Regions from separate parts of the Mus musculus genome. Here all the other regions are linked to region 6. Evidence: chromatin contacts called from public Hi-C, HiChIP or PLAC-seq and promoter capture Hi-C data. All regions are on one chromosome and are shown on one strand. The core of a region is the stretch at or near the end of the contact, and the rest is flanking DNA. Distances in the headings are between cores, read along the strand shown.

Evidence for each region. Promoter capture Hi-C pulls out the DNA fragments that hold promoters and counts their contacts. A called contact is a pair of places that touch in the nucleus more often than the background predicts. HiChIP or PLAC-seq counts read pairs in DNA pulled down with a chosen protein or histone mark.
Region 1: a promoter capture Hi-C map of neutrophils shows a contact between it and region 6, with 2.6 times the contacts expected there. The contact joins the enhancer-like site here to the promoter of Pole2 in region 6. A contact is called at or near these places in 4 of 39 promoter capture datasets (the C10 cell line, cranial neural crest, liver and 1 more), 1 of 115 datasets of contacts at active chromatin or transcription factors (memory CD8 T cells) and 2 of 9 other capture datasets (adipose tissue and liver).
Region 2: a contact with region 6 is called in an H3K27ac HiChIP or PLAC-seq map of embryonic stem cells, with 2.5 times the contacts expected there. The contact joins the enhancer-like site here to the promoter of Pole2 in region 6. A contact is called at or near these places in 11 of 39 promoter capture datasets (the 3T3-L1 cell line, the C10 cell line, the HPC-7 cell line and 7 more), 2 of 15 datasets of contacts at CTCF or cohesin (large pre-B cells and pro-B cells), 34 of 484 Hi-C or Micro-C datasets (B cells, the Ba/F3 cell line, the C2C12 cell line and 22 more), 18 of 115 datasets of contacts at active chromatin or transcription factors (the 230-238 cell line, the HPC-7 cell line, the NIH/3T3 cell line and 6 more) and 4 of 9 other capture datasets (adipose tissue, embryonic stem cells, liver and 1 more).
Region 3: a contact with region 6 is called in a Hi-C map of bone marrow-derived macrophages, with 19 read pairs. The contact joins the enhancer-like site here to the promoter of Pole2 in region 6. A contact is called at or near these places in 8 of 39 promoter capture datasets (the C10 cell line, the HPC-7 cell line, cranial neural crest and 4 more), 1 of 15 datasets of contacts at CTCF or cohesin (large pre-B cells), 2 of 484 Hi-C or Micro-C datasets (bone marrow-derived macrophages and nephron progenitors), 3 of 115 datasets of contacts at active chromatin or transcription factors (T-cell acute lymphoblastic leukemia, astrocytes and bone marrow-derived macrophages) and 3 of 9 other capture datasets (adipose tissue, liver and macrophages).
Region 4: a contact with region 6 is called in a promoter capture Hi-C map of pre-B cells. The contact joins the enhancer-like site here to the promoter of Pole2 in region 6. A contact is called at or near these places in 9 of 39 promoter capture datasets (the C10 cell line, the HPC-7 cell line, cranial neural crest and 6 more) and 4 of 115 datasets of contacts at active chromatin or transcription factors (embryonic stem cells, fetal liver and large pre-B cells).
Region 5: an H3K27ac HiChIP or PLAC-seq map of microglia shows a contact between it and region 6, with 5 times the contacts expected there. The contact joins the enhancer-like site here to the promoter of Pole2 in region 6. A contact is called at or near these places in 6 of 115 datasets of contacts at active chromatin or transcription factors (bone marrow-derived macrophages, effector CD8 T cells, embryonic stem cells and 3 more).

What each region holds. Positions count from the first base shown.
Region 1 is chr12:69,501,049-69,505,040 of GRCm38.p6, forward strand. It overlaps Gm31512 (a long non-coding RNA gene), which reads left to right. Exons shown (of 3, transcript XR_381638.4): 2 at 1-324. Among named protein-coding and RNA genes, the nearest start is that of Gm31512, 5.8 kb to the left of the region's middle. Within about 2 kb of position 1,428, at least 321 of the 459 cell types and tissues checked have an H3K27ac peak or open chromatin away from gene starts, as enhancers often do. A contact at or near this core is called in adipose tissue, liver, memory CD8 T cells and 1 more, where this site is marked.
Region 2 is chr12:69,700,028-69,703,722 of GRCm38.p6, forward strand. L2hgdh (L-2-hydroxyglutarate dehydrogenase) reads right to left here. Exons shown (of 10, transcript NM_145443.2): 7 at 2,176-2,343; 8 at 1,257-1,414. Among named protein-coding and RNA genes, the nearest start is that of Sos2, 20 kb to the left of the region's middle. Within about 2 kb of position 1,499, at least 7 of the 459 cell types and tissues checked have an H3K27ac peak or open chromatin away from gene starts, as enhancers often do. A contact at or near this core is called in embryonic stem cells, where this site is marked.
Region 3 is chr12:69,645,226-69,649,119 of GRCm38.p6, forward strand. It overlaps Sos2 (SOS Ras/Rho guanine nucleotide exchange factor 2), which reads right to left. Exons shown (of 23, transcript NM_001135559.1): 4 at 3,227-3,391. Among named protein-coding and RNA genes, the nearest start is that of Gm31679, 22 kb to the left of the region's middle. Within about 2 kb of position 1,461, at least 28 of the 459 cell types and tissues checked have an H3K27ac peak or open chromatin away from gene starts, as enhancers often do. A contact at or near this core is called in bone marrow-derived macrophages, where this site is marked.
Region 4 is chr12:69,554,802-69,558,428 of GRCm38.p6, forward strand. No RefSeq gene overlaps it. Among named protein-coding and RNA genes, the nearest start is that of Gm46353, 5.9 kb to the left of the region's middle. Within about 2 kb of position 1,885, at least 65 of the 459 cell types and tissues checked have an H3K27ac peak or open chromatin away from gene starts, as enhancers often do. A contact at or near this core is called in pre-B cells, where this site is marked.
Region 5 is chr12:69,536,619-69,540,194 of GRCm38.p6, forward strand. No RefSeq gene overlaps it. Among named protein-coding and RNA genes, the nearest start is that of Gm46353, 12 kb to the right of the region's middle. Within about 2 kb of position 1,608, at least 346 of the 459 cell types and tissues checked have an H3K27ac peak or open chromatin away from gene starts, as enhancers often do. A contact at or near this core is called in bone marrow-derived macrophages, effector CD8 T cells, memory CD8 T cells and 2 more, where this site is marked.
Region 6 is chr12:69,226,343-69,230,421 of GRCm38.p6, forward strand. It overlaps Pole2 (polymerase (DNA directed), epsilon 2 (p59 subunit)), which reads right to left and starts at 1,848. Exons shown (of 19, transcript NM_011133.2): 1 at 1,755-1,848; 2 at 1-96. The coding sequence starts at 1,822. It also overlaps a transcript of Klhdc1 not described here.

The sequences.
Region 1 (3,992 bases), core at 178-2,677, 270 kb after region 6:
GTGAATGAGTGCTTTCACCAGAGGCCTCCAGGAAGGCTCAGCTCCAGGAGACAAAACCCAGGCAAACAATCAGCTTAAAGGAAGCTTCCCTTGAGGCCTGGGGAGAGATGCGTGGGGCTGAGAAAACTTTTCCAGGCTGTGGGAAGAGCTGCTGTGGACTCTGAACTTATCCTTGCTCCTTCCTGAACACCATTTCGAGAACATCTCTGGTGCGGATGTTAACCAGACGAACCGTACAAGCCATGCACCTCCAAGTGGAGGTTCCTCTGGCTGTTCTGAAACTTCGGGGAACAGAATGACTTTTTCAGGACTCTGGCTTTTCAGGTGAGACAGTTCCTGATGATGCTTTTTGGAGTAAGGGCTGAACAGGCACCAGGTACTGGTTTCTCATGTGCTCCTTGTTAGTCACACCTCACCCTGTGTAGAGTACAAACACTCCCAAGTCATGAACAACAGCATCCCACAAGGATGCAGGAGAACACAATCCCGTTTGGTTTTTCAAACAAACTCATTCATTGGTGGGTACAGAATTGCAGACTCCCTGATACTCGTGTGCACACCCCAAGATGAGGTCCCCTGCTCCAGGAAACCTGTAACTAAAAGCACTAGTTTCCTGAAGCTGGCTGAACTGGGTAAGGGTTTTCTATTGCCTTTGAAGTGCAGATCTGGAACCTCTGGGGAGCTTCTATTTTAAAGATACAAGAAGAATAAGGCTGTTTCCTTCCTTTTAGAAGACCGACAGGTATAAACAAACCAGGAGGGGTGGGGGCGGGCTGCCTGGTCTCTGAGGTCAGGAGCCAGCAACAGGAGCGGAGAAGCATCCCTCTGCAATGCATGACTGCGAAGTATGCAAAATCATGCCAAGTTAATTTGGTGCAGCTGGGGAGGATGGGCGGCTCTGTCAGAGTCTGTTGTTTGTGAGCCAAGCACCTCATTTCTCCAGCTGTTCATGAGCGTGTGTGTGTGTGTGTGTGTGTGTGTGTGTGTGTGTGTGTCCTAAAGGAAACAAAGATGTAGAGGAAATGAAGACGTTAGAGCCAGAAGCCAGTTTCTGCCAACAGGAACAAAGGGGACGATTGTGCTTCTCATTCGGAGGCCACACTGTCAAGAGGCACGAGACACCAATACGCACTGAGACTGTATGAGGGCCCCCGCCAAGGGAACGTCCAGATACACTCTTTCACAACCCAGGGCTCTCAGAAAGACTGGTCAGGGCGTGGCTGCTTTCGTGGTGGCCTCTCCAAGTAAGAGAAAATGCAAATATTGTGCCTGCTCTGTAGCTTTCTTCAAACCAGTGCAAGTCTTTCTCAGCGCAAGGTCACACTTTTCTCTCAATATTAGTTAAAAACAGCCCTGGTCTTGTTTCAGGAAAGCTTCCCAGGACAGTAGCCAAACTCTTACCAAACACACACACACACACACACTCACCAGTGTGGGAGGGGTGGGAGGAGGGATGACCAATCCATGTGATTTCCTGCCGGCCTAGAATTGTGCTGGAGTCAGGAGCTTTCTCCGAGGAAGAGCCAGGCAGCATTGGAGAAGCAGTGTGGTGTGCCTGAGCTCACCGGCTCTTCCAGCACCCACCTCAGGCAAGCAGTTTAGCTGCCTCACGGTGGAGGAAATACCTACTTGGTGAGTCTGAAGCAGGACTCCAGGAAACGGCTGCCTGTGGATGAGTTCTGGACACAGAGAACAAGTCTCTGGCTTTCATTTAATCGAACTTGATCCACTCCGTTAAAAAATTCAGCAATTCAGGGACAGTTGATGAGTTCCACAGGCCATGTGGCCTCCTGAGACCCCAGCCTGGCCCTACCTGCCTTGCTAGATATGCAGACAGCTGAGGTGGACAGTCTGGCTTGCCCTGGGTGTTTCCATCCTGGTGGGGTGATGTGGACATTTTGTCCCCTCCTCCCTTTCCCTCCTCTCCTCAAGGGCGGTGTGTGCATCCATTCTCACGGAATGGTCTTGGTATTGGTTATGGTGTAGGGCGGTTCTTGGGGGTTTTTATTTTTTTTAATTTGTGTGTGCACACCTGTGTGTGGAGATCAGAGGACAACTTTTGGGGATTTGGTCTCAGTTTCTGCCCTGTCGAGAGGCAGGGTCTCTCTTGTTTCTGCCATGCTGCATACTCTGGGCTGGCTGTCCCTGAGGCTTCTCCTTCCCAGCTCTTCTCCTGCTCACTGTGGCTGGGGTAGATGACAGGGCTTCACCACTGCATCTGGCTCTTGACAGGGGTTCTGGTCTTTGGAGGCAAGCACTTTACCCACTGAGCAATCTCTCTCTCTCTCTCTCTCTCTCTCTCTCTCTCTCTCTCTCGTGTTTGTTTTTGTGAATTTGACAAAAGCTAGAACTATCTGGGAAGAAAAACCTGACTCCACCAAATTGACCTGCAGATAACTTCATGGGACTTTTTTTTTTTTCTTCTTCTTTGAACCATGATTGATTTGGGAGGGCCCAGGCCACTGTGGGCAGTACTGCCCTTAGACAGATGGTCCTGGGCTGAAAGGAAGGTAGCTGAAAGCCTGGCATGGTGGTACTTGCCTAATCCCAGCGCTCAGGAGGCAGAGGCAGGCAGATCTCCGTGAGTTTAGGGGGTCAGCATATTCTACATAGCAAGTTCCAGGACAGCCAGGACTATATAAACAGACTCTGTCTGAGAGAGAGAGAGAGAGAGAGAGAGAGAGAGAGAGAGAGAAGAAATTCAGGGAAAGGAAGCCAGTATACATACAGCACTCCTCTAGGGTTTCTGCATCAGTTCCTGCCTTGAGTTCCTGCTCTAACTTCCCTTCATGATGTAAGATAAAATAAACCTCTCTTTCTCAATGCTTTCAATCATTGTGTGTGTGTTTCTAAACAAAAGAATGTCCATAAACTTTCTAACCCAAACCTCAGTCCCATGCAGTGGGCTCTCAAATCTCCATTACCAACTGGATGTGTTAGCACAAATCTGTGATCCCAATACTTAGGAGGTGGAGGAAGCTAAATAATAAAAACCTGTTTTATTTTATTTGTTTCTTTTTGTTTCGTGTGTGTGTGTGTGTGTGTGTGTGTGTGTGTTAAAGGATAGGCATGTTAGTGTATTCCTCTAATCCCAGCACTTGAAAATGGAGAAAACTCAGGATGTCAAGGTCCTTGTCTCAAACCAAACCAAACCAAACCAAACCAAACCAAACCAAACCAAACCAAACCAAACTTACAGATGGGTCAGTAAGTTAAGGTGTCAGCCACCAGTCCTGATGACCTGAATTTGATCCCCAAGACCCACAAGATGGGGGCGAGAGCCAGCTCTGGGAAGTTGTCTTCTGACCTGCACAGGTGCACTGTTGCACGTATACAAATACACACACATACTTACTCACAATAAAAACATAAATGTGCTTCACTTTAAAACAGACCAAAAAAAAAAAAAACCCCACCTGCCTCTGCCTTCGGGAATCACCGACTACGGCACCTTCAGCTCAGCTCAGCTCTGTCTAGAAGCAAATATTTGTCTAAAATATTTCCCACTCCCAATGATGACAAGGAAGTGTGAAATTTTTTTTCACCCCAACCATTCATTTCTTATTCTAACTTGTTAAGAACCGAATTGTGTTTCTCCAGAGTTCTTATGCTGTAGCCTTGACTTTGGTTGGGACCGATGCTCTTGGAGACAGGGCCTTTAAGGGAGTAACTAGGCTATTGAGGACTTCAGAGTGGGGCTGGTATCCATGAGATTGCCATCCTCATAGGAGAAGGACTGAACTGGAGAGAAGGTTTGGTGATCAAAAGCACTTACTGCTCTTGCAGAAGACCTAGCTTTGGTTTCTATCACCCACACGGTGGCTCACAACTTCCTGTAACTCCAGTTCCAAGGGATCTGATGACCTGTGTTGGCCCTGCACACATGCAGTACACACACATACCCTCAGGCTCACACACATACCCTCAGGCTCACACACATACCCTCAGGCTCACACACATGCCCTCAGGCTCACACACATACCCTCAGGCTC
Region 2 (3,695 bases), core at 249-2,748, 470 kb after region 6:
AGAGAAAGACTGCTAAACAGACCAGCGGGCTGGGAGAAAGCGCATTTGGTAACTATGTGTTTGCCAAGCATACTCAAGAAGGTGAAGGAGAAATAGCCCCCTGGGGCTTGCTGGCCAGCTGGTCTAGATGAATCAATGAGCTCCTAGTTGAGTGTGTCTCCAAAACAAAATAAGGAGGATAATGACTGAGGAAGACACCTGGTTGGCAACTCCCCTAGGCCTCACCTGGTTGGCAACTCCCCTAGGCCTTGCCCAACCTGCCAGGTACAAGCCAAACCCCACTCTTCCTGTCTCTGTCTCCCCCCACCCCCTTTTAACCAGGCCCTTTCCCTTCCTCCAATAACCTTCCCTTTGTACTGAACTATGGTATGGCAGTGACTCCTCAGGGCAGCACCCTGGCCAGGCCCACTGAGATGCTCCCTCCCACTGCATTATACCGCCATTTATAAAGCACAACACACTTGACATCAAACTATGGCCTACACATACACATGCATGTGGCACACCCACACACATGTGCATGCACACAGGAAAACCCAAATATAAGGCTATTTCTTAGAACAGTGTCATAAGTCTATATGGTATCAACCTTAGATACACACACACACACACACACACACACACACACACACACAAGTGTATGTGCCATTTCATTAGTAAATTTTATCTAACAGCTTACAAAACAATGGTGACTAGCTTGAAATGGTCTTTTCAAAGTTGTTTCTGGTCTTTTAGTAACATTTAAGATATGAACTACCAGATTTTATTTTATTTTATTTTTGTTTTTTGATACAGGGTTTCTCTGTGTAACCCTGACTGTCCTGGAACTCACTTTGTAGACCAGGCTGGCCTTGAACTCAGAAATCTGTCTGCCTCTGCCTCCCAAGTGCTGGGATTAAAGGTGTGTGCCTCCACTGCCTAGGACAAGAAACTACTTTTATTTATGAATGACTTTGGCCTTACTTTCCTTTTAGCTAAGACGTTATTACCCTGGTTCATCAAAATCTTTTGTGAGGCAGTAAAGCATTACACTTGGAAAAACCCTCTTGCTGGTATGTACAAGGTTCTGCCTTCAATCCTTAGCATCAAAACCAAATAATCAAGTTTATGCTTATTACAGAAAGATCTTAATTGGGAATAATAAACAATAACAGTCACATAAATGAAGGTTTAGTCTATCAGAATATCAAAAACTTCTGGAGTTAAAAAAAAAACCAAGTACATAAAATCTTCTTAAAGGTGACAGACATTATTACCTTTTGAGAATTACTTCCATAACATCTCTGGCATCGAAGTCAAAGGGTCTGTAACCTTCCCGTTTAAAGGCAAGCACTGCATTAGGCCCTAGCCAAATAGTGCCATCCAACCTGGGCGTAAAGTGAACTCCAAGGAAAGGAAACCGGCTGTCTGGGACCTGCAGACTCAACACAACGATGAACGGTTAGCACAGTTCACGTTCCCGTGTACTGCGCACACAAGCATCTAACTGGTGACGTAAGAGAGCTCCTCCCACACATTTGAACGCGTCACGAGCTGTATTCAGGGAGGATTCTCTATTAACACACATCCTGTTTTTAAATGCTAGTGACATTAATATATATTGTTCCACTTATCCATCTTTCTGGGAAAGGGAGAAAAGATGAACTGTCATAATCTTGGCTCTTTCTCCTATAAGAGAGGTCTGTGACTGGCAGGCAATTCATGGCTGCCGGGAAGAAATGTACACATCTCCAGCCTAGGCCTCGGGGAAGTGAGCAGCAGCAGACAAGTCAGTCACCAGTGGAGCCTCCCATTCTCCCAGGGACTGGCTCATCAGCAGGGTAACCGCAGGCAGGAGAGCGCGCGCTCCATATACACACCCCCAACTTTTACCTCCTGGAACTGGAGCAGCCATAGCCCCCTGTTCCCAGTGCACTGAAGGCATCAGTATTCCTGCTGCTCTCCCACAGGGGAGGGAGGAGCTGGTTCTTGTACTCCAGGGTGTACTCGTGCTTTCAGAGACATGTGACCCACAGAGCAGAAGGCGGCTTTGGGAACAGACCCACAGCAGGCAGATGATATTATGACGCACACAGCCCTGAAACCCTTTCTAAAGCAGGTAAACATTTTTTATTTTCATTTCCTTTGTGGCTCCGACTAACTTGATAGTGAGAAGACAGAAGGATCATTACTTACCGGATAAATATTTCCTTTTACAAGGTAGCCCTTTTCTGGCTTTAAGACCAGGTAATCTCCCCGGAATGGGACAATTTGAGGGTCAGGATTGCAGCCACTCAACTCTGAAATACGGTCAGAGTAAAGACCAGCACATGTGACAACATATCGACACCGAATCTCCTTTCCCTGGAACAAAATAAAGACGCATGGTTAGTTTCTAAACATGAGAAAGAAAATGTGGCAGCCCTTGTCTGTGGGTGAAACCTTAAAACCCAAAACACGGGGGCTGGTGAGATGGCTAAGTGGGTAAGAGTACCTGACTGCTCTTCCGAAGGTCTGAAGTTCAAATCCCAGCAACCACATGGTGGCTCACAACCACCCATAATGAGATCTGATGCCCTCTTCTGGTGCGTCTGAAGACAGCTACAGTGTACTTACATGTAATAAATAAATAAATAAAGTGTGTGTGTGCACCACCAAAAAAAAAAAAAAAAAAAAGAAAAACCCAAAACACTACAACTGAATGAGGAATTAACAGAGGTTGCAATATAGAAGATGGGTAAAGGAAGTTTGGGTTTAATCAACAAACTATATGCACGTATGGAAACAACACACTGAATCCCATTATATAGTCCATATATGCTGAGATACTTTTCCAGGGACTGGGGGTGGCAGGCATTCTTACTGTATAGCCCTGGCTAACCTAGGCTACCCACACACACATGCACACGCACATATGCTTGTATAAAGGAATAAATAGGTCAAAGGGGAGAAAACAGATGCTAAAAAATAAGGATAAATACATATTTTTTTTTTCTGAAAGAGCAAATTCAATGTAACTATCAGCAAAACTGGACCCTCTTTTATAAAACGTACAAAAATGAATTTGAAGCTACACATAGTGGTAAATCCCTACAATACCAGAACTTGAGTGGCTGAAACAGAAGGGAGTTCAAGGCCAGCTTGAATTACAACACACCCCAAACCCCAGACCAGTTAGGGCCACTTAGCAAGCAAGATCTTATCTCAGACAATCAAAGAAATTTTTTGAAATGGAGTCAAGATTTAAATGTAAAACCTGTGACTACAGAATATGGAAGGTGCTCCCTGGTACTGGCACTGGTGACGGTTTTTGTAGAAGGGTCACCACAGACACGAGTAAAAGAAGCAAAAACGAACAAGTGGACTACACCAGACTCAAGGTTCCTGCACAGCAAAGGCAAAGCTAGAGCAAGCCATCCACCCGACAAGGGTCAATCCCGAATACATAAAAGGAACTCAAGAACTCAACGGCCAGAAAGTAAGGGATCCGATTTCAACTGGGCAGTAGAGGCATGCGTGCACCTTTAATCCCAGCACTTGAGAAGCAGGGGCAGGTGGATCGTTATGAGTTCAAGGCCAGCCTGGTCTACAGAGCTAGTTCCAGGACAGCCAGGGCAACACAGAGAAAACCTAGAACAAGACAAACAAAACTGGGGAAAGGACCTGAATAGTCACTCCTTTCAAACACATGCATACATTACCAACGGGTAATGAGA
Region 3 (3,894 bases), core at 211-2,710, 420 kb after region 6:
TTATCATTCTGAAACAGAGTACTAACACTCAGCCTGAAGTTAGCTGAGACCTGGCTGTGGACAATAGGTTGTCCTTACTTGCAGCAATCCTCCTGTCTATGGCCCCTGAGTGCTCATATTACAGGTGTGCACCATCATACCCAGTTTTTGGCTGGCTCTTTAAGTACATCCTGCTCTTGAAGTGGACACAAGGTAAAACAAGAAAAGTGGTATGTTTTAAACCTAGATGGAAGTCTTTAATTTGTTTAAAATCCTATTCTTTAGCCAGACAATGGTGGCTCATGCCTTTAATCCCAGCACTTGGGAGGCAGAGGCAGGCGGATCTCTGAGTTCGAGGCCAGCCTGGTCTACAAAGTGAGTTCCAGGAACAGCCAGGGCTACACAGAGAAACCCTGTCTCGAAAAACCAAAACCAACCAAACAAACAAAATCTTAATCTTTTTAGATATTTTTATTGGGCAATTTAAGTTTCTCAAACTTATCTATACTTTCAAAAGCTGGATAGGATAACTAAAATGAATTCGAGAATTTGATTTTTTAAAGTATCTTGATTGTGATAACTTTAGAAACAATATGAAAATTTCTGTGGTTAAATTTGAGTTATGCTGATAAATGTTTAAATCTATAGCATGAGTTGAAGAAATCAAAACCAAAGAGTATCTCAGTTAGAAAAGTCCTAAGGAATTCAGATGTCTGCCACCTGGAGTAAGCAGGGTGACAACGGACGGAAAAAGTTAAACTCAAACTGTCACTGAGGGCAGGTAACATCAAGGAGCGGCCATGTGGTAGTCAGTCACTACCATCCCTCAGGGACTGTTCCTGTCAGCTGTACTTTACTCTCAAAATCACTCAGAATGCGATGGGGTACTTCATACTATTCTTCTACCTTTTCTATCAGCTTAAGTCACTTTCAAAGTAATAAAAAGTATGTAAGCTTGATCTTAGAAGTCAATATAAAAATGACAAATTTCTACAATGAAATGAAAGTGGAAAAACTCAGTTTTTAAATTACAGAGTAATAGATCTCAACTACAGTTAAAAAAATAGTTTTTCCAAATAATACTGCAGCTTGGGAGTCTAACTCAGGCTATTTAAAGCTCTGCAAACACCAGTGTTCTCTAAAACTTCCTAGTGAGTCTCACGTGCAGCCAAGGCTGACAACCCCCAGTGTGTACTGGGCCAGGTGCTGATTACTGCCTCTGTACCCTGGATCCACTGGTACACTGTTTACGTCACACTGTCCTGAGTTCCTTGTCTGCGACATTCCATCTCCCACTAGCACACACACCCTTAACATGGGGGCTTCTGCTATCTTCCCCAGTGCTGTGCTTCCCTTGTTCAGGACCAAGCTCTTCCAACGGTGCTCAGAAGATGAGAAATAGGAGGAGGACAAAGAGCAAGGGAAGGAAGAGGAAGGAGGAACGGAAGACTGCCTGTTCCTCAAGCAGCCCTTAGGAACAGGAAGGATGACTCTGTAATCAGAAGAACGGCAACAGAGTAATCAGAGGGCAGGAGCTTTGTTCTGAGCGGTGCCCAGGTCCTACCAAACTGTCTTAAGATAGCAAAGCATGGTCTTCAAAGTTACTAATACTTAAAACTCCAGAAACAGCTCTGTGTGTTCCCTTTGTAAAAATAAAAGACTCGGGCATGTGTAATGGCTCATGTCTAGAAATCCCAGCCCTCCAGAGGCAGGAGGAGCTCATGACTGACACCAGACTAGGCAGCCTGAGTTATATAGTGATACCCTGTCATTAAAAAGCAGGAAAGGGAAATAACTGAATAAAATAAACATTACTTAAAACTACCTTTCACCAACTGATTGGATAGATCCCGACACCTCAACCCTCCTGTATACAAAGCCTCCTGATGGAAACGGAGAACTCTCCTCCCTGCCATGATGCTCAACTCTAGAAATTCCAGATTCTGCAAAACCAGTAATTTTCTGTCTTCCAGCATCAGGAATTACAAAAGTTACTAATATACTGCATGGCATGAATATACACCCCTTCAAGCCCAATAACTGGGAGGCAAAGGCAGGGGAACTTCTATGAATTCAAGATCAGCCTGGCCTACGAAACAAGTTTCAGGCCTGCTGGGGATGCATACTGAGACAATGGCTTTAAAACAAAAAGCAATAACTGGGGCTGGAGAGATGGCTCAGTGGTTAGGAACACTGACTGTTCTTCCAGAGGTCCTGAGTTCAACTCCCAGCACCCACATGGTGGCTCACAACCATCTGTAAAGTGATCAGGTGCCCTCTTCTGGTATGTCTGAAGTCAGCTACAGTGTACTTATATACATACATATACATAAATAATCCTTAAAAACAAAAAGGAGAAGAAAGAAAGGGAGCCCTCCATTAAAAAAAAAAAAGCAATAAGCTAGTTTCTTCATGTACTGAAAACCTGAGGCCCAGTGTGATGGTGCGTGCTGATGGTGCATGCTGATGGTGCATGCTGATGGTGCATGCTGATGGTGCATGCTGATGGTGCGTGCTGATGGTTGTAGCATATTAGAGCCTAAATCAGAAGGATTTTAAGGGTGGTCTCAGCTATACAGTGAGTTCAAGGCCAAGCTGGGCTACTCAGTGAAATGTGTCTCAAATAAGCAGAGCAAGGGAGATGCCTGAGCAAGTAAAGATGTGTGTTACCAAGCCTGGTCCCCTGATCCCTGGTGGATGGAGACAGGATGCCTGAGAGGTGTCACCAGCTTCCACAGGTGCACTGTGTGCGTGTGTAAAAACAATTCCCAAATAAATAGCATGGATAAATGTAAAGAAACCGAAGGCAGAGCTCAGTGGCAAAGCGCCTGTCAGGCACATGCAGAGCCCTGGTTCTGATTCCTAGACCACAGAAGGGACTATTTATATCATGTTTCTAGTACTAGCTTTTACTCTATGTGAAATGTGGGAATTTAAAATATAAAAGTCCTGATAACCTTAAAAAAAGAAACTACCTTCATCACCGCTAATTTTAAGAGAAAAACTAAGCCGGGGTGGTGTCGCACGCCTTTAATCCCAGCACTCAGGAGGCAGAGGCAGGCGGATTTCTGAGTTTGAGGCCAGCCTGGTCTACAAAGTGAGTTCCAGGACAGCCAGGGCAGCCTGGTCTATAAAGTGAGTTCCAGGACAGCCAGGGCTACACAGAGAAATCCTGTCTTGAAAAAAGAAAAAAGAAAAAGAAAAGAAAAACTAATGGCATATAGAGTCACTACTTTTTAACACTTACCTTATCTGCACACATGGACACTTTAATGTCTTGCTGAGATATTTCATAATGCCGGATATTAAAAACATAATTACCAGCCAATTTCAAAATATCTGCTGAGATATACTCCAATACAGCCACAATGTAGAGGGACACATGGTAGTCCACTTTATACCCCAAAACTTCCTGTTTAAAAAAAAGTAAGAATTCAATTCCAAAACAAAAGTGTTGTGAAGGATCAGTCAAATGCTTGAAACCCTGCTTAAGAGCTCAGGGGCCTCACTGTGAAGCCCTTGCCTGACGAAAGCAAGGCCTAAGATTGCACTGTAGCACTGAAAGAAAAATTCTTCTGACATTTTTACTCATAAACATTTAAAAGCAGAATATCTCAATATATGGCTGTCAAAGGACAGTGGTTCTTAACCTGTGCTGTGACCCTTTGAGGGGGGGGGTGGTCAAACGATTCTTCCATAGGATCTCCTAAGACCATCAGAGAGCAGATATTTGCACTACAATTCCTAACAATAGCAAAATTACAGTTATGAAGTAGCAACAACAATAATTTTAGGATGGGGGGGTCACCATAATATGAGGAACACAGGGACACAGTGTTAGGAAGGTTGAGAACCACTGCCGTAGGACATAAAAGTGACAGCTGATCCTAGTATTTTTTATCTTACCAAGAAGAA
Region 4 (3,627 bases), core at 635-3,134, 330 kb after region 6:
AGGTTAAACCAGAGACAAAAATTGTTCGAATCAGGACAAGGGTGGTTTGAGGGACTGTTTAACAGGTCCCCATGGTTCACGACCTTGATATCCACCATTATGGGCCCCTTGATAATACTCTTATTAATCCTACTCTTCGGACCCTGTATTCTCAACCGCTTGGTCCAGTTTGTAAAAGACAGAATTTCGGTGGTGCAGGCCCTGGTTCTGACCCAACAGTATCACCAACTCAAATCAATAGGTCCAGAAGAAGTGGAATCACGTGAATAAAAGATTTTATTCAGTTTCCAGAAAGAGGGGGGAATGAAAGACCCCACCATAAGGCTTAGCAAGCTAGCTGCAGTAACGCCATTTTGCAAGGCATGAAAAAGTACCAGAGCTGGGTTCTCAAAAGTTACAAGGAAGTTCAGTTATAGATTAACAGTTAAAGATCAAGGCTGAATAGCACTGGGACAGGGGCCGAACAGGATATCGGTGGTCAAGCACCTGGGCCCCGGCTCAGGGCCAAGAACAGATGGTTCTCAGATAAAGCGGAACCAGCAACAGACACAGAAGCCCCGATAGACGTCAGTGTTAGCAGAACTAGCTTCACTGATTTAGAAAAATAGAGGTGCACAGTGCTCTGGTCACTCCTTGAACCTGTGTGTCTGCCAATGTTCTGACCAGATATGTGCCCATTGCTGAACCTTCATTAGACTCTTTCCTTGTACCCCTCCCCTACCCATTTCTTGAAAATAGACATTGTTTAGATCTAAAAAGTCCCACCTCAGTTTCCCCAAATGACCGGGAAGTACCCCAAACCTTATTCGAACTAACCAACCAGCTCGCTTCTCGCTTCTGTAACCGCGCTTTTTGCTCCCCAGCCCTAGCCCTATAAAAAGGGTAAAAACTCCACACTCGGCGCGCCAGTCCTCCGATAGACTGAGTCGCCCGGGTACCCGTGTTCCCAATAAAGCCTCTTGCTGTTTACATCCGAATCGTGGACTCGCTGATCCTTGGGAGGGTCTCCTCAGATTGATTGACTGCCCACCAGGGGGGTCTTTCAAGACCAGGCTGGCCTTGAACTCAGAAATCTGCCTGCCTTTGCCTCCCAAGTGCTGGGATCAAAGGTGTGTGCCACCACTGTCCAGCTTAAGGATTCAATTTCTAAACAAGGTCATGCTTACAGTTTCACTTCAGGAATCAGGACTTAAACATCAGCTCCACCATTGTCAGCTGCCTCTGCCCATGGGCTTGGAAGACCGAGCAGAAAATCGGGGGTCTTTCAGCGTCTCTGGGCCACACTGCTCTAAGAACAGTCTTATGTCACGCATTAAAATCCCGTGTGTCCCATATAGCCCACAGTGTAGACTGTCTTCACAGAATTCTGTCAGAGCAATCTCTCTCCTTTTGCTCTTTTAAGCCTGGGAATCTCTGTGCTGTTTGACTTAGTGGGGGAGGGGACAAGGATCAGGAATTATGTGACCTGCCCACACTCCTGGAACTTCAAGTCCTGGAGGCTGGAGGAGGCAGGAATCCAGCCTGGACTCTGCAGCATACCACACCAATCAGGACCTTTGATCTGTTTATGCCAGCACCCCACGAATCCAGGCCTACTGTTTTCTCCACGGTCTGCTCCCTCAGCCTGCCAGCTAGCCTGTCTACTCTTTGTGTTCCAGTTTGCTTGCGTTCAACTTCATGTTTCCTTTATTTCTCCCATGGGGCCTAGTTTAGAGCCAAGCTTGGGTAGACCGCTGGGCACATTTTGTTGATAGAGTAACCTGGGTCTGACTCAATAGGAGATTCAGTTTCTAGCATGGAAGCAGGAGTTTTAACAAGGCCGGGCATCCACTGCCAATATGTGCTGTGAAAGGACACAGTAAAGTCATACCACATGTGGACAAGTTAATAATGTGGTTGAGTTTGTGCCGTCCTTGGAAATAAAGGGCAAGGCCAGAACTTACATCATGGTGAGTTCAGGGCTAATCTGCAAAGCTTGTCACAGCTGACAGCTTTAATTTTCTCCTGCTATGTCTGCAGCCAGCAGTGTTTCTCCACCACTATATGACTTAGCACTAATTAAGCCCTCCAGCCTATGTGGGAATCTGTGAAATGCATGAAGCAGAGGAACAGCTGAAATCTCAAAAGGCTTGGGTGGAGAAGTCGCTTTAGCTTATGCTGAGCCTAGAACACACACCCCGAGATGCATTTAGAGGGAAGGTGGCTTTTGTAAGGCTGAGTTCTACTTGTTTATCTGAAACAGCATGGAGAGACAGCTCAATGGTTAAGATTAGAGGTTCAATTCCCAGCACCTACGTGGCAGCTCACAACCATCTGTAACTCCCGTTCCAGAGAATTTGATGTCCTCTTCTGGCCTCCACAGGCACGAGGGGCTGGAGTGCTAGCTGGTGCTGATAAATACAGAAAATGCCTTACATGGTGACCATCTCCGAGGCCCCGGCAGGAAAAGGTCACATGATTTTCTCCTTCTCTGTCATGAACATGTCAACCCAAGGAAATCAGATTTCATACTCCCTCTCACCACAGTTTAAAACATTTTAATTGGTTTGTACATTCATTCAGTAGATTTGTTATCTTCTGACTTCCCGGTCAATGGTGGTTTGAATAAGAACAGCCTCCAGCTGGGCAGTGGTGGCTCACACCTTTAATCCCAGCACTTGGGAGGCAGAGGCAGGCGAATTTCTGAGTTCAAGGCCAGCCTGGTCTACAGAGTCAGTTCCAGAACAGCCAGGGCTACACAGAGAAACCCTGTCTCAAAAAACCAAAACAACAACAACAACAAAAAACCCAGCCTACATATGTCATAGATTTGAATGCTTAGCCATCAGGGAGTGGCACTACTTAGAAAGATTAGGAGGTGCAGCCTTGTTGGAAGAAGTGTCCCTGGGTTTAAGGTTTCAGGTACTCAAGCCAAGCCTAGTGTCACTCTCTCTACTGCCTGTGGATCCAGATGTCAGACTCTCAGCGTCCTCTCCAGCACCATGTCTGCCTGTGTGCTAGTATGCTTCCCATGATGATGATGATGGACTAAGCCTTTAAGACTGTAAACCAGCCCCAATTAAATGCTTTCCTTTATAAGAACTGCCATGGTGCCTCTTCATAGCAATGAAAACCCTAAGGCACTGTCAGACCACACAGCAAAGCTATATGCTATGTGAAGATCTGGTCAGATAGGAAGGTAGCAAGATCCAGTACCTAGTATCCAGAATTCTCCTGGAGAGAGGCTGTGCAGCCTCTTGTACCATCCTTTGCACAGATGAATTAAAAATCTAAAGTACAAATATTCCCTGACAATTCCCTTATAAATAACAACAAAACAAGCCAACAAACAAATTTAGTCCCGGTTGAAATACCCTTTACTAGATGATGGTTAGATTCTGAAAGATCCAGACAGTGAATTTGAGTCCGAGGAAGCAGCAAGAAACTGCAGCACGCCACCAGAAGATTCTTGGTGCCTTTCTCTCTATGGAATCCCAACATATGCAGCTCAACTATGCAATGTAAGATGGACCAATACATGTGTGTCATTAGCGAAGAATCCTTCATCGTGTGTCCTTTCACGTGCTTGCTTTAGCAGAGCATCCTCTCTCCTGTGTCTGCTTCAGCTAACAGTTTCTTCATGTGTTT
Region 5 (3,576 bases), core at 358-2,857, 310 kb after region 6:
GTGTGTGTTATACACACACAATTTGTTATGATTTTAATCATGAGGAAAAATAAATGCAGGTTGTGCCACGTGGTACAACGATAACACAATGAGATGCATGCAGCGATCTCAGCACGACCTCCCTCTCTGCTGCAAGTGATTTTTCTACACAGCACGTGGTACTTGGCCAAAGCTACCCTGAATTTCTAGTCTTCCAGCTGGCATTTATAGAAGATAGGAGTGCCTAACCCTGCTGGCACTTGGAAAACAAAATCCCAGGGAAGGGCTCTGATGAACTCAAATGAGGTCCTGTGTTTACCCTAGAATCAGAAAGGGATGGGGGGTGGAGGTCAAGCTATGGTATAACTATGCCTTTCAGAAGGTAAAGAGGGATTTGGGAGCCTCCTGTAACCCAGGACAACAGCAGGGAGAGGCAGTTTTAGCCAGGGAGGGCCAGGTGGTCAGGAGCTGCAGATTCGTGGATGCACCGTTTTCAAACAGAGCGAGTAGGAGGAGGTGAGGCCATTCATTGATGGGAAAGGCAACCCAGCCAGTGTGGGTGTTTGTTTTGAACTTGGTGAATTTAGAATCTTTGGGGACATAATTGTAGAAGAAAGATCACACTGGTCGCTGACACTGGTCGCCGAGGATACAATTCTGCCGGTCAGAAAACCGTGGGCAGACTCAGCTACTGGAGGAAGACCGAGTGTGCCTCCCAAGGTTCCTGGCAAAAACTGTAGAAGGTGCCACCACATTGAGCTGCCTAGCAGCAGAGTCCTCCGGTGTCACCAGGCCACTGGTGAGAGACAGCCTGGCTAATTATGAATGCAATGCGGAGAAGCCAGAGTTAGTAAACCTGCCTGCATCCACATTTCTGTAGAATGCCTGCACTTCCCGTGACTCAGCGAGGGCTCCTCCTGTGGCTTGTTCCAAAGCACACTGGGAGTTGTTGGGCAAATATTTGAACAGCCTTTCGATCTGAAACCCGAGTAGCTGAGCCCTTCAGCTTCAGAGCCTGCAACTCCTTGCTGCCACTAGCTCTTTCTGTCCCTGCTACAGCCAACCCCTGCGGCAGCAGGAACCACTGAGCAACTAATCCCAAACTGGATTTTCCACCAAAAAAAAAATGTCACCAATGATGGAGGAGAGGAAAGATGACCAAAAGTCCAGGGCACCTTGCTCCCACTCAGAGGGCTCGCTTTATCTCTCATGGTCGGGTTACATGCTCATTTCGCGTTCAGCGGGAACTGAGTGTGTGATTAATCTCTTGATCAGGAGTGAGTCAGGCATGGGTGTGAATCCACAAAGTGCTAATTACAAACGTGCTTCCTTCCTGGGAGCCAGTAAGAGAAAGTTAGTAAGGCAAGAGAGAAGTGCTGGGCGGGTCCCTGAGCAGGGACCCAGAAAGACCCCTCCACTCCAGTTCCCCTCCGATCAGGCAGGGCAGAGGCGCTGCGGGTGCGGAATGAGAGACCCTGGCTTCTCTATGAGCTGCACATCTAAAATAAGACTCCACGGGAGACTCTGGGAATTTCCTGTACTTTTTAACTCTCAATGTCCTATTTATAAAGCTTAGTCACTGCAGTTGTTTCGCAGTTACTCCGCGGCGTGTAGAGACAGGTCATAACAGGAAACAGGCTCACAGGAGGCTCTCTCTCAACCGCTGGCTTTGGGGGAATCTGGGTCCGGTCTCCACTTGACAAGCTCAAGGGACTTAACTGGACTGGGTAGCTCTCTAATCTTTCCACTGGCCAGCCACACCCGGCTCTTACATATTCCCGAGGAGGGTCTGGCCTCTTCAAGGGCTTCTTACAGACACTGTGAGGCCCAGCTTCTTGGGAGACCCCCAGGCCCTGGCACAGAGTATGGTCTGAAGGCATCTTTTGCTTCCTGCAGCAAGAACAGACCTGCCCAAGCGTCTCTGCTCGTCCCTGTCTGCATAAAAAGGGCAGGTTCTCCCAGAAGGTTCCAGGCTCCATTGCCTATGTGCAGAAATTGTTAAAAACAATTAAGAGGCAAAGGAGGGGAGAAGAGGGAATGAGCTGAATCCAGCAAAGCTCAGCCAAATGTTTTGCTCCTGTTTCAACCCTGGGCAGAGCCACAAGAGAGAACAAAGCCCTGTTCACTTCCCCATTTCACAGCCACTAAGCTAGCCTCTGAAATCAGGCTCTCTCATCAGGGCTAGTAAACTAACTCCTGTCCCCAGTGTCCCCAGACACTACAGGGCAGAGGTAGCCCCATTTGTTGTTCTTCATGGGGGGCATGGAGTCTTCCCAACCAGAGCCAGCTTACTTCGTAGCTGTAGTTTCTCATAAAGCAAGATGACCAATAGGTGGGCTAAGGCTCTCAACCAACTTTTCTTGGGAGCCGGTACTGGCTTAGCCCTGACTTCTGAGGCTCTGAAGCAAAGAAGGTTTAGATTTGGAGATGTTCCTTGGCTTGAGACATTTTGGGTCACAGTCCCAATAGTGTGGTGGTTTCTGATGGAGCTGGGCCTCTCTTAGCTCTGGGTGTGCAACAGTCAGAACCCAAGATGGTGTCGTGTGCCAGGGTTCCTCCATGTCTTACACTAGAGGTGCAATGGCCCAAGGACTTCTTTGGATGGCATTCCTGGACCGGGGTGGTCTGGTCCATTCTCTGGAATCTCAGGCTCTTTTACCATCTGCTGCCTCTCAAGTCCCCAGGCTGACCACTGACCAAGCCTCCTATTCCGTTCTCTTTCTTCTGGCTTCTTCCTCTCTCTGTTTCTCTGCCTCTTTCCGTTCACAGGCCTTTACACCCCCTTTTTCTCCATCTCTGCATTTGCTGGCCTGACAGTAAGTCTCCAAAAGCCACATGGAACCCATATCTCAGCATCCAGAGGCCTAGAGATTTTCCACCTCCCAATGAGTCACACTTCCCTGAGCTCCCACCACCAACCACAACAGAGGCTGGGGGGAGGGCCATACTTACAGCGCATAAAGACAAAACATTCATCAACGGAGAAGAAGGATGTTTCAAACAAGTGAGAGCTGCCAAGGTTCAGCAACTGTGTCAGACGCAGGATCAACCTGCAAAACTCAGTAGCAGCTGTCTCCACCCACAGTCGCTGCTAGAAAGTACCACTTCGAAGATACTATTCATAACAAAGGCATGAATTACCAGATACGTAGGAGTTTATTAACCAGGAACACACAAAAAGTCTATAAGCATTTTAAAGTTCCAATAAGGCCGCATAAAATTATCTGCACACAAGAGAGCACATTCTATGCTTTGGAGTGAGCATCTTAATAAAGGATGTCTTGTATTGGATAACTGTGTAAGGATCTAATTACATTAATGATTCAACTATACACTGAAGACAAAGCCAATCAATGTGCTGGCTGGCTTTCTTTGTGAGGAACTCTATAAATGGATAACGTTTAAAATGGAAAGTGGAGAGGGGATTTGCTTAACCAGATACACAACAAAACCTCCGTAAGGGCAACGCTGTGTGACCGGCTCAGAAACAGTTCTAAAGAGCTGAAGAGCAGAAGAGCAGGCTGCCTACGCTCTGCTTGTACACAGGCAGGAGTCACTCTGCAGCAGGGATATGTTCTGAGAAGAGCATGTTAGAAA
Region 6 (4,079 bases), core at 598-3,097:
TGCTTTTCAACTGCATCGATGATCTTTCCTAGGTTCTCCTCTAGCTCCAATTCAGTGACAGACTGGAGAGCTTCAGTCAGATACTTGGTGGCTTCACTAGTGACAGAAAGAAAAGATGAGACCAAGAATTTCTCGGGGGCGGAGGGTGGGGTAGGGGGAAACTTTTACTTAAATCTTATACAACTCAAGCTTTATAAAAAGCTAACATAACAGAAAACTCATATCTCCCTCTAAAACCTCAAGTAGCCCTCTAAAGTATCAAGGCTTGAAACAGTTCATTAAAAAAATAAGTGAACAGGTAAAATAACAACAAACCCCTGCAGCAGGTCTTGGTAAAACACCTTTTTAAAAAAAATCTAAATTGGGCTGGAGAGATGGCTCAGTGGCTAAGAGCACAGACTGCTCTTCTGAAGGTCCTGAGTTCAAATCCCAGCAACCACATGGTGGCTAACAGCCATCCGCAATGAGATCTGATGCCCTCTTCTGGTGTGTCTGAAGACAACTACAGTGTACTTAGATATAATAATAAATAAATCGTTTTTAAAAAAATCTAAATGAGATGGGTACACTGGACATGTGAGATGACCCTGTCCTGACTGGAGTGTATGAGACTCAAAGCCGAAACTCTGAGTTAAGTTTTTGTTTGATTTTCTAGACAGAGTTTCTCTGCATAGCCCTGGCTGTCCTGGAACTCACAGAGATTCACCTGCCTCTGCCTCCAGAGTGCTGGGATTAAAGTTGTGCTGGATAGCTGGCCCACAGTGAATGCAGGCATGAGTGCCATTGAGTCTCTAAATCAGAGGGTAATCTACTACACAGCACTAGATAACACACTGTCTTCCCACAGGAAAAGTCCCATGGCGTTTAATTCCACACACGGTGCTTTGAGGCTAAAAGACTTGAGTGTATATCTCAATGAATCAATTAATGAGCTTCCAACAGCTTTATAATAGTACATTTTAAGGGAAAGGAAAGGAAAAGCTATTGCTCAATTAATCCTCTCTCCAAATGTCAGGAATTAACCAAATTAAATTCATCACTTTCTCCCTGGGTAGACCCAGGTTGACCCTTGGACACTCCTGGGCAAAACGTAAAGCTAAAAGGTTCATAAAGTTCACAGTTACGAAAACAAAACATTCACACTCTGACTCAGAAAGCTATACGGATCTCAGCAGGTACTTAAACGGAAAGTGTATTATAAAATGTAAATTGTAATATGAGATTTCTTGGATATGTTCATTTTTAAAGACTGAAAAGACACACTACAGCCAGGAAAACCTCCTTTGGGGGCAAATTGTAAACTAGGAAATCTAAAAAAGCCAAACTAAAAACACGTTTAAAATCTATCCAAATTTTACTTCTCCAGGCAATAATGAAAATTCCACACAGAGACGGGTTTGGAAGACTCATACTCTACAATATAAATCGCCAACAGACACGCATATGGATTCACCCATGTCTCTCCTTCTCTGACACGTCTCTCTGTAACTTCCAGAAGTAACACTGTAATGATTCCCATTCTGCAGAGGCGGGGACCTCCGTTGATCAGAAGCCAGCACGCCCCCAACTTCCCCGCTCAGTTCGGCGTCAGCGCGCAGCTCCGCCCAGCCTGGAAGTAACATTCGCACCCGGCGCCAGGATCGCGGAAACCCAGGTAGGCTCTGCAGCCTCAAATGCACCGGAGAGACATCGCCTCTTATGACAGAATGTTCTAGATAGGGCATTGCGGCGGGTCAGGTTACCTCGAGACTCACCTCCTGAGCAGCAAGCCCCGCAGCTTGAAAGCTGAGACCGTGCGGCTCCGCAGCCGCTCCGGCGCCATGTTCGCGATTTGGCGCCACCGCCGACGCCCCGCCCCCTCCTGGAATAGACACACCCCTTGTCCCGCCCTTATATTCTTGGGCTGGTGAAATGGATTTTTTTGGCCTTACTAACTGCAGGGCCTCTGGGAATCTCAGACCCTGCCTAGGGAGTGAAGTAGGAGTGGTCAGAGTGGGAACAAGCTTCCTTTATCCCAAAAGCATTTTCTGAACACTCAGCTTCCCGGACACTCAGCTACCCTCTTCTACTCTGACTCTACCCAAGCTTCCTGCACCCAGAGTCTTCCCTTCCAGGGCTATGAGAGTTGTAGAGCCGTTGTTTCCCGGTTCTACACATGCTCAGGAAATACTGTGTTTTCACCGTTTTCGATCACTCCCATCCGACCAGTTTTAGTTGAGGGCCTCTCCACGATCCGCTGTCATCATTTAGCAGTCCCACTTTTTTCATGACATACCTTCTTTTTTTTTTTTTTTACTGGTGGAGTAACAAACCCAAGATTATAAATGGTTGGTATGAGGTGAATTGCCAGTGCGGTGGAGCTGCTCTTGAATCGTTATTCTCAGTCCTACAAGTAGACTCAGTAGAGCACATCTTAAAATGTTCCCTCTTGCTGAGTGTGATGGCACATGCCTTTAATCCAAGAACTCAGAAGGCAGAGGCAGGGGGATCTCTGTAAACACCTGGGCAACTTGTTCTAGAGAATGAGTTCCAGACCAGTCAGTGAATCACAGTGAGACCTTATATAAAAATCCATCCATCCATCCATCACACACACACACACACAAACGCACACACACACATATACTTGTGCTGTTGAGATGAATAATCAATTGGCTGTTTATAAATAAGCATGCAACTTTACAGGACACAAGAAAGCTCTGGGCATAAGACCACAGATCTATAATCCCAGGCCTCAGAACGGGGAGGTGCAAGGATTCAGGAGGCAAAGGCCATCTTTGATGTCACAGCAAGTTCAAAGCAAGCCTAAGATACCTGAGGCTTAGTGGGAGTGGGAGAGGCAAATAAGCCAAAAACTTGAATGATTTCTACAACGGTATAAGCAATTATCTCTGGGGCGTATATTTAAGATCTTTCTGAAAAGGAAAACAGTAAAAAGAATGCATGTGTATATTTGCTTGATTTTGCATTTCAAAACTTTTGAAAAGTTAAACTAGACAACAAAGAGAGATCCCAGCTGTGGTGGTTTGAATAAAAATGTCTCCCGTAGGCTCTGGTGTGTAAACACTTGGTTCCCAGTTGGTGGCGCTGTTTGGAGAGATTCAGGTGGTGCAGTTGTGCTGGAGCAGCTGTGGTGGCTTGAATATGCTTAGCCCAGGAAGGGGCACTATTAGGAGGTGTGGCCTTGTTGGACTATAGGTATGGCCTTGTTGGAGGAAGTGTGTCACTGTGTGGGTGGGCAATGAGACCCTTTTAGCTCCCTGGAAGCCAGTCTTCTATTTGTTTTCAGAACAAGATGTAGAACCCTCAGCTCCTCCTGTCCCATGCCTGCTTGCACACTGCTATGCTCCTGCTTTGATGATAATGGACTGAACCTCTGAACCTGTAAGCCAGCTCCAATTAAATGTTGTCCTTACAAGAGTTGCCTAGGTCATGGTGTCTGTTCTCAGCGGTAAAACTCTAACTCAGACAGTAGGCTTTGAGATTGTATAGCATCACCCCACTTCCAGCTCTTTTTCTCTGCTTTGTGCTTGCATTTGAAGACAGGAGCTCTCAGCTTCCTGATTCTGCCATTTGTTGCCATGACTCCATAAGTAAAAGTGCTTGCCATGCAAGCCTGAGGACCTGAGTTCTAATCCCCAGAGCCTACATAATTCCAGATGTGGTGCTGAGAATCATCAATCCCAGCATTCCTATAGCCTAATAGAAGACAGAGACAGCAGGAATTTTGGAAGCTCATGGGCCAGCAACAGTGAAAAACTAAGAGACCCTGTCTGAACTGAATCGAGGTAGACGACAAGGAAAGACTCCAGTGTGTCCTCTGACCTCCACATGTATGCTGTACTGGCACATACAACACACATACACACACACACACACACACACACACACTTAAAAAGATTAAACTTAGCCGGGCGGTGGTATACACACCTTTAATTCCAGCACTCGGGAGGCAGAGGCAGGCGGATTTCTGAATTCGAGGCTAGCCTGGTCTACAAAGTGAGTTCCAGGACAGCCAAGGCTATACAGAGAAACCCTGTCTCAAAAAGCCAAAAAAAAAAAAAAAAGATTAAACTTGT